2 separate regions of the Mus musculus genome follow, and region 1 is linked to region 2. The links are chromatin contacts, called in public Hi-C maps. All regions are on one chromosome and are shown on one strand. The core of a region is the stretch at or near the end of the contact, and the rest is flanking DNA. Distances in the headings are between cores, read along the strand shown. Region 1 holds the start of Slc16a12 (solute carrier family 16 (monocarboxylic acid transporters), member 12). Region 2 overlaps Slc16a12 (solute carrier family 16 (monocarboxylic acid transporters), member 12).

The links. Hi-C and Micro-C count contacts between places; a contact is called where the count stands out from the background.
Region 1: a Hi-C map of liver shows a contact between it and region 2, with 3 times the contacts expected there. A contact is called at or near these places in 2 of 39 promoter capture datasets (both in liver), 11 of 484 Hi-C or Micro-C datasets (the N1E-115 cell line, bone marrow-derived macrophages, liver and 1 more), 11 of 130 datasets of targeted methods (the NIH/3T3 cell line, a beta-TC-6 cell line, embryonic stem cells and 5 more) and 3 of 9 other capture datasets (adipose tissue, liver and pancreatic islet).

What each region holds. Positions count from the first base shown.
Region 1 is chr19:34,744,136-34,748,686 of GRCm38.p6, forward strand. Slc16a12 (solute carrier family 16 (monocarboxylic acid transporters), member 12) reads right to left here and starts at 3,193. Exons shown (of 7, transcript NM_172838.4): 1 at 2,931-3,193.
Region 2 is chr19:34,710,420-34,715,602 of GRCm38.p6, forward strand. The region is part of intron 1 of Slc16a12 (solute carrier family 16 (monocarboxylic acid transporters), member 12); the gene reads right to left. It also overlaps the pseudogene Gm18425. Among named protein-coding and RNA genes, the nearest start is that of Slc16a12, 34 kb to the right of the region's middle.

The DNA.
Region 1 (4,551 bases), core at 1,943-4,442, 35 kb after region 2:
CAAGTAAAAGCAGAATGTGACAGTACTTGTCGGTATTCCCAGTGCTAGTCAGTGGAGACAGAAAGATGCCAGGGGCTTGCTGGATAGTCAGTCTAGCCCAGAGGGCGAGCTCCAAATCGTGTAAGAAGAACTGCTTCAAGCAAATCAATCAATCAATCAATCAATCAAACAATCAGTCAATCAATCAATCAGGTAAAGAAGAGAGAAAAAGGCATTCCAGTTCCACCACTCCAGTCCCTGGCCTCCACTCACAAGTGCATGGGCAAGCTCACCTGTACAAACCTAAACCTGCTAAACACACACACACGAAACAGAGAATCTTTTTTCTGCTCAAATCCTCCAACATATTCCACTGTGATTTGATTTTTCTCACTTAAATCTTACCATAGCAATGGGTGAGTTTTTAGATAGTCATGAAAGGTACTCACAAGAAAGTACCTTACAGATTGTAACTTAAAAACAAAAAACAAAACAAAACAAAACAAACAAAAAAACCTAAGGATTAAGTGAAGAATGCAAAAACAACCCAAACACTGCACTGACTTTTTTTTTTATTTTTTGGTGTGGCTTTATATGACCAAAAACCTGTCAAGTTCATTTAGATCATTTCGATAAGTCACTATTAACAACTACAGACATGCCTGAGCTTGCAAACTGTGCTTTTTGAAGAAAATGCAGCTGAGAGAATGTTAAATCTGGAATGTCTGTAATTCAAAGAGAAAAATTACCATGGTGACAGGTTTACCAATAAGGCACATGACGGTGTAGCCCAAGTCAGTTCATGAACATCAAAGCAACTGTGAGAGTTGTTCGTTTCCCATGATTATAAGTTCAGCAAGTTGACCGGATCTGAAGACAGAACATTCACATTTGTTTCCCTGCTTAACGTAAAACTGAAATTCTCTTCCACCTGGCTAACAGAATTCCAGGGAAGTTTTCGATTAATGAACTTCAAGTTGAGCTCTTCAGAGCCAAAGTCCTTCATTTTGTTCACTGACACCTACCCAATTCTCAAAACAGCACTGAGCATACAGTGGGCACTCAATAAATACCTATTACATCGAATTAAGTTGAAGAAGCATGCAATATGCTGCAGTGGTATTAGCTAAATCAGCCTACAGTTTTAAAATCTAAGCCGTGACTTCTGTTCCAGATCACCGAGTTACTCATGACGAACCTCCGGACCACGCTTCTTGCAACAGCTCAGCATTGCAAATCACTCAGATCATGTCTTCATTACTAGCCATTTATCACCAGAAGAAGCACAGAATCTGGACTCCAGAGCCACTAGAGGAACCTTATTCCAACTTATCCTTGCTTTTCCTGGGAGTTTATTTGGGAAGTATCCACATATTCATCTTCATATGGGAAGAATTTTAAACATTGCCTAAACATGAGGCTCCTTCTTCGCTTCCTTCCTGCTTTCTCTCCATGTGTGCCTTCTTTTCTTCCTGTCATCCTTTCTTCCCTCCATTTTTTTTTTTTTTTTTTTGAGATAGAGTCTTCCTATGTAGCCTTCACTAGCCTGACAGTCACTATGTAGCTCAGGCTGATCTTGAACTCCCAAGAGTCCTCTGCCTCCCGTCTCTGATGTGCTGGAATTACAGCCATGTACCATCATCCCAGGTTTAAAGTGTTCTTAACTTTTAACACTTACACAACAAAGGCAGTTTGACTGAATCGACCTCTCATCTAGTTCAGAACTCTCTCAGGTTAAAAGCAGATGAGTAATTACAAGGATGAGAAAATTATATGCTTGGGCCGGTCTAGTCATATGGTGCCGGGGTTGTTGTTAAAATGCATAGAGGCAAAATACCCTAAACACTGACCAGGACGACAGGGAGAAAGCCTGGATTTCAATATTGGTCCCAACTACACTTAAAGATATAAGTTTTAACAAACCTTGCAGACATGGCTCTGAGCTTCCCAAGCTATTCAACTGAAGGGTTTGAATCTAATAGATTCTCTAAAACTCATTTCAATTCTAAGATCCTGTAAGTAATACGTGATTGTGTCCAGTCTCTCAGTATCCAAAGCTCACACTTTCTACAGTCATAAGCCAGGCATCACGGGTGGCTAGCACACCATTAGCTGTAGTTTAGTGTGACTTGGGGGTGGGGGTGGGGGTGGGGGGGAGAAATTACACAGCCAGCAGCTGCAGATTTCAACAGCTAGTGAGCTCAAATACCCGTAGCCACAGGGTCTTCCTGAACTTGGCAAGCCCGAAGATTTTTTTCCTTCTGGGCTAGGTTTAGCAGAGACGCTGGAATGCCCACATAGCTCTCAGCAAAGCTGGGAAGAACAGCGGCCAGACAAAATGCAAGCGAGTGGCCCAGAACACTGAATCACCAGTTTGCACCAAACATACAGGGCTGGCTGCTTTAGGGTAAGGAGCGACTGGAGAAATTAAGTTTAATTCATTCCAAACGGGAAGGCCGGTGTGCTCTAAAGAGATCACCTAAGGATAATAAACGGTTGGTGGGTAGGAGAGGGTTAAAAAGCAAGAACACCGGACAACCCAGGGGGAAAGGCGGTCTGTCTTGCCTGGGAAATGCGCATCTGGAAATCACAGGACACAGATCAAAGCCACTCTCTGCAGCCACCTGCCTGGAAACCCAGCCAGACACTCCAGAACACAGGACAAGTGGGCACGTGCTTCCATTCTAAACCCAACAAGTGGCCAGACTTAGGATCTAGACACAGCTGAGCTCCGGGATAGATGTAGAATGGAGCGCCTGCGTCCTTCCCGAGGTCTAGGTCCAGCTCTGCTGCCCTATCTCGATTCCTAGCCACCTGTTTCTACGGAGTTGGGAAACCTTAAGGACAGAAGCAAAGCTTTCCGCACCGGGACAGCGCCGATTCCGGCGTGCGCTCCGCTGTCCTCTGTCCGGTCTCCGCCCGCCCACATCCCGGGACCCACGGGTGCTCACCTCGCGGGGACAGCTGCAACGCTGGCGACGGCGAGCCCACATGTCCCCTTCGCGGCGGCCCCTTCCCACGGCTCTGGAGTCCGGTCCCGGCTGAGGGGCGGAGGAGCGCACAGGGCGGAGGCGCCGTAGGGGCCGGGGCCCGCAGGCAGCGCCCGCCGGACACTGTCACTAGGGAGATCCCACCGCCCCGCCCCGGAGAAGCAAAGCTCTCAGTCACCGCAGCCCCGAGGGTGACTCTGCCCTGCCGGCGGACGGGCTTTGTCCCCGGATCCGCTCTGCGCTGGGGGCTTGACCACGGGTGAGGGGCGCGGGGAGGAGGGGCGCCTCCAGGTTATGTAATGCTTAGGCCCGCGAGTCGTGAGCCAGCTCACTGGGGACTGCAGGGCTCTCTCTGTAACAGTCTTGTGTAGCTGGGACCTACACTAAAGAAGGCTGGGTGTTCTCAAAAAGATATGTCCCTGCATGGTCAAAGAGTAGAAGCTGTACAAAGTCTCCTGCACGTGCATCTTGCAAGGACCGGGACCCTGGTCAGACCATTACACAGATCAGTCAGTCCTAAAGACTTGAGTTCAACTCGCCCCACAAAGCCCCATGACTTTGGGCAGTCAACTTAACTCTGAGTCTCAGTTTCTCTATAAAATAAAAGAACATTTGCTTCTCTCTCTTGCTGAGAGGAGAAAATGGGTTCATTAACAGGTTCATTAACAGGCTCATTAACAGTGTGTGTGTTTGGGGCTGGGGGGGGGGGGGTAAATGGTGTTTGCCCCGCCCTCCAGGAGGCACTGTGTGCTGCAGGTTCCAGGCTAGCCATCCCCTCAGGTATCCTTTTAGGCAAAAGCAAAGTCTCTGAACTGACGAGGTCAGACTCAAGCTCATAGAAGTTATCGCAATTCAGAATGGTCCTTCAGACGGACGCAAGCTAGGAACTGGTTAGAAATGCCAACCTCTAAATGTCTTCTTTTCAACAAAAGTCCTGGCTGATTATGACGAACGGCAAAGTTAGAAAAGAAATTAAGCTTTCAGGAAAAATTGAGAGGAACGGGAACCCACTGGTCAATAGTAGGCAATATTGTACTTTGGATTTGTTGTTGTTGGGCACGAAGGTTGTGTGTTTGAAGAACATGTGATACCATGTGGTCCTGAAAGATCCTGACAGAATGTAAAAGGACACAGAAGCCCTGGAATTGGCAAGATAGATGTCAGTGTTAGCAGAACTAGCTTCACTGATTTAGAAAAATAGAGGTGCACAATGCTCTGGCCACTCCTTGAACCTGTGTGTCTGCCAATGTTTTGACTGTTCATTGAACCCAAGTGTGTGCCCACTGATGAAGCCCATTGCCAGGTGTTTGTGATATTGCTTGCTGAGAAAGAGTCAGAAAATCTCCCCAGCAACCACAGCCCGGCCAATCCTGAGTTGCTACACCTGCACCAGACTCTTTCCTTGTACCCCTCCCATACCCATTTCTTGAGAATAGACATTGTTTAGATCTGGAAATCCCCTACTCCCCCCCCCCTTCTCCTTTCTCCCCTGAGGGCCTATAAAAACTGGGACCTCTTTCCCCTCGGGGTCCACTCCTCTACCCCTGCGTGGGATATGAGTCGTCCCCAGAGTTCTGGCTTT
Region 2 (5,183 bases), core at 567-3,066:
CCACTCTGTCATCTTGCATCCAGACCTGGTTGGCAGGGACCTGACAAACTACTTCCTAAAATACTGACCCAACGTGGCTACATTTTCACTACCATGGCTGAGTGAAGATTGAGCATGGGATCAAGAGGCTTACTAAGTCACCCTGGATTTTGAGCAGGAAACCATCTGGCTCTACAACCTCTCCCAGAGTAGAGCTACAAGTCGCAGGACCACCAGGTCATCACCATGGCAATGAGCAATCTGCTATCCCAGGTATTCTTTCAGCCTTTCTTTCCAGGTTTATAATCCTACATCACTCACAAACTACCTTCAATTCCATCATGAAATGTGACGTCACATCCCCAAGTATCTCGATGCCAAAGCAATGTTGTTAGACCGCACTGCCATTTCCCCAGGCTTTTCTACCAGCACTCAAAGGAGTCCACTGCCCTAGCTCCCAGCACAATGAAAATCAAGGCCATGACTCTTCTTGGGAGCAGGTTCTCAATATGGATGGCGACTCCAACCTGATCCTGTTGGCCATCTTACAGCAAACATGGATCAATATCCTGAAGGTATCACACGCGCGCGGTCCCTCTGCCCTGCACCACAAACGCTTCCAGCTAATCTGTGGGGGAGCTGCTTTACAAATTTTCTTGACAGTGCCTAATACAGAGAAAAAAATGAGACACTGCCATGGTATTTACTAGTATCTTAATATTTGTGGGTTGTTGTTTTTGATTCGATGACTTTGACACGGGGCTGAAGACTGTAGCAGTGAAGGGATCACATTTGGTTAGAGCAAGCATCCTCAAAGTTCTGCAATGTGTCTGAGGGCTTGGATTGAACTTCTTGAAAATAGCTATTCCAAGGAACCATGATATAGAGACAGGGCTACTGGAAGTTCCTGGCTGTCCCAAAAGCTGCCCACTGGGTGGCAACCTAGTCTATACCCATGCAGAGGAGGTGAATATATTGCTTTTGTGTCAATTTTGTACCCAAGAGTTCTACTTCTTTTCCTTAATTCTTAATGGCCCTTTCTGTGTGCCCAACTTGAGATGTCTGAAGGCTTTTAGTCTTCCTGAGAGTAGATTGAAGAGTCAAGGAAGCCAGAGCTTTTCCTGCACATTGACGTGAGACCAGCTCAATAAAAAGTGCATGCCTTACAAAAATTAAAACCTTAAAATAAACTAGTATTACAGCTCATAAATGTAATCTTACTACTCAGGGTGAAGACAGGAGGATTGCTGTGAGTTTAAGCCAAGCCTCAGTCAAAGAATGAGCGACAAAATAGTCCATACCAGAAAGAAAGACTCTGTCTGAAACAACAGCCATATAAATAAAAAGGGTCAGTGATAGTTGGCTCAGTGGGTAAAGACATTTGTTACACACATCTGACCACTTGAGTTTAATTCCTGCTAACCCAAATGACCTAGCCTCACAAGTTGTCTTTTGACTCCATATGCATGATATGGTACACATGAGCTTCCCTCCTTCTACACACACACACACACACACACACACACACACACACAGAGAGAGAGAGAGAGAGAGAGAGAGACAGACAGACAGACAGACAGACAGACAGAGACACAGAGACAAAGACAGAGACAAAGAGAGGACAGACTAATAAATACAAGTTTAGAATTCAAAAAATCAGCTTTTGATTTGCTATAACCCATTTGGCAGGAATACGTGTGTGCATAGGTAGGGGTGTGTGTGTGTGTGTGGTGTATGAATAAAATAGAAGGCTTATCTCAGCCTGGCTTTTCACTAGAATCTTTCAAACTGTTTTCCTCTCCCAGGGTGATGCAATATTTGATAAGTAAATAACACAGAGGACAGGTCCACTTGAGGACAGCTGCCCCTCACAGATAGAGAAGGCTGTGTTTCCCTAGCACTCTAGGCTCCCAGGAGGAAATCACTTTGGTTTATTTGATGAACTTTGTCAGAAAATGTGGAGAAATGGGCTCACTGGGGGCTAGGAGATAAGAACAAGTTAATGTTCACAAGATGGAAATCAGTAAGGCTTGAATTATGCCCGAGAGCTCTCCGACTTGTTTTTATCTTTATACAATGGAGCAGTCCTCCTGTCTTTCCCAAGTGCCTCAGCAGGCTTCGAATCTTTAAGCAACATAATCTGAGGAGAGTGAACATTTCGATTTCAAATAACCATCTGTATGACTGAAGAATACAGATCAGGCTCTAGCCACTTGTTTCCTCAGTCCTCACTCTGCATCCAGAAAAGGTCCTCAAGTTATGCAAATTTAGTTTACTGGGTCTCGTACCTCAAGATTGACACCAACTAAAACAGCTCAACAAAGGCTGGTGAATGGCTGCCTTCGATTCTGCCCATCTCATCCTCCTTTCTCCCAGGAGCGTTCCTCTGAGGAGTGCCCAGTAACTTTTCCTCTGGATTCCATGCTAACAGGCTTGGTTTTATGGGTTTCAACCCCAACTAATGTATGATCAACTTGTCACAATAGAGAACATCACAGGCAAACCTATAACCATGTATGAAAAGCCCTAGTTAAGAGTCTAACAGCAACGAACACAAGTCAAAAAGAAAAAAGGAAAAAGGAGGACCCAGAAACCTCAACAGCTTGTACCCACTCTTTCTAGAAGGAAACACATCGGTGCATTTTCTTGGCCTGAATGCCAAGCTGGGCTGCAGGTGTGACCGGGTCTACAATTAATCCACTAAGTCTGCTTAAAAAAAAAAAAAAAAAAAAATATATATATATATATACTGTAAGGCTGAGACAAATGAAATTTATTTTCTTACAATTCCGGAGCACAGAGGTCCATGACTAAAGTTCCAGAAAACTCGGCTTCTCGCTCTGGTTTAGAGATGGTGCCTTCTTGTTTACCTGGCCTTCCTTGGAGCATACGCATGAGCCGAAGGAACAACTTGAGTCCCCCCAGTATCTCTTCTTACAAAGTGCAATGACTGGACATAGATTTTCCTTTGACACTCATGCTGAAATGTTATCCCCATTATGAGCTATTAAAACATGGGGCCAGTTGAGATCTTTGAAAGCAATTAGGACTCTGCCTTCAGGAATGGATCCAGCCAGTAATGCCATTAATGGCTTAATATGGAGGTGAGTTACTTTGGGAGTGTGTTTACTCTAGAGCCGGTTTAGTTAGGTCTTCTCACACTTTCTGTTTATCACTACGTGGCACCCTATAGTGCATCGACAAACAAGAAGGCCATCATTAGATTGTAGCTCCTCCATCTTGGACCAGAACCATAAGCCAAAATAAACCTTATTTCTTTAAAATTTACTGTGCTGGTAAGTTTTAATTGCCAACTTGACACAACCAAAAGTCACCTGGGAAAGCAGTCTTGCTTAGGAATTATCTAGATTAAATTGGCCTATGGACAAGTTAATGGAGGGTTGTTTTGAGCTTTAATTGGCGTAGGAAGACCCAGCTCATAGTGGGCAGCACCATCCCCTAGGCTAGAATCAAGACCCAGCTCATAGTGGGCAACGCTATTCCTTTGATAGTGGTGTAAAAGAGGAGAAAGCTAGCAAGAGCAAGCTTACTCTCTCTTTGCTCTTAACTGTGGATATAATATGACTAGCTGTCTGAATTTCTGCTTTGACTTTGACAAAATGATGACCTTGGAACTATAAATCCAAAAAACCCTTTCCTGCCTCTATGTTGCTTTTTGTCAGAGTATTTTTCACAGCGATACAAATGAAGCTAGGACACTTACCATGTCTTAGACATTGTGTTTTTGACAAGAGAAACAAACTGACACATACGGAAACTAATTCGATTAGACCCAGAGCCACCCTTAAGACCTCATTTAGCTGTAATGACTTCCTCACAGGCACCATCTGCAGACACAGTCGTGTTGAGGCTTAGGGCTTTAGCGTGTGGGTTTTGGGAGACTCAGACATGCAGCCTGTGACAAATTCCTTCAGCTCATTCATGGAGAAGTTTGCAGAGTCCCTGCTGACTGTAGCTTAGAGGCATAAGGCCTTCGTGGCCACATGCATGCTGCAGAATGGCTTAGGATCATGATGAATTTTGAGGTCAGCTTGCCCTAAACACAGGAAGCCCCGGCTTAATGAAGTGAGTAAATCACTGGACTGCTGATGGGGATGTAATAAATCATAGCAATTCTCAAAAGCAGAAGGGCATAGTAGTCATTAGTGCTTAAATGGCACTCGCCACCCACCCTGTCCTGTTTCATACACATTGTGTTTCTGTACACATCAGCTCATTTAGTTCTCACTTCAATTAGTTGTGACATTGTGGCTGAGAGCACAGTTCTCAGACATCCAAATCCATGCATTTAGTCTCAACCGTGTGTGTGGGGGGGGGGGGGGGGCAATATGAGAGACCTAAAATATTGAGAAATTACATCTCCTTTCCAGTGGAACATTCTTACACTTTACTGTAGAATGGTTTGTTACCCTGTCACAGGGCATTGCTCTGTGTCACAAACCCTGTTCCATAAGCAATAATACGCCAGTCCTAAGGAACCCCAGATGTTAAACTCACCAGTTTGAGAACTGTGTATAGAAGTTAACTAATACATATAAAATCATGCTATGGCACAGGTAAGGGATACACATATCTCAACTCCTGGTATTATTGATTTTATTATTACTGTCTTTTTGAAAGGAGAAAATTTGGGAAAAAGAGACTCTAACTCGTTTGTTTAAACCACTGGCTGGAAAGCGGCACAGGAAAGAACTCCAACGCCTCAACACCTGCTTTGCTGTCTCCACAAGTAATAAAGGATGCATTTAAATAAAACATAGTCTAAGAAGGTTTTTAAAATTGATTTCAGGGCCTGGCATGATGGTGCACACCTTTAATCCCAGTATCCAGAAGGCAGAGAGCTTCATGAAATGGAGGATAGCCTGCTCTACATAAACAATTTCTAGGCAAGCCAGGGCTACAGTGAGACCCTGTTTCGAAGAAAGAAAAACAAAAATTATAATAAAATATTTTTAGATTTTTTTCCACATCAATTGGAAACATTATGTGTCTTAATGGAAAACAAGCTGAACTTTGAGGGAAATTTAAATTGATCCCTGCCCCCCAAAAGCAGATGTGCCAATGTGTTTTGCTTCATGCTGGGCACCTCCAAACTCTGTTCATCTGATCAGGAGTATGTCTCATTCCAAAGAACTGAATTAGGCTGGAGCTGAAAGATGCTGGCAGCCACATTTTGATGGAAA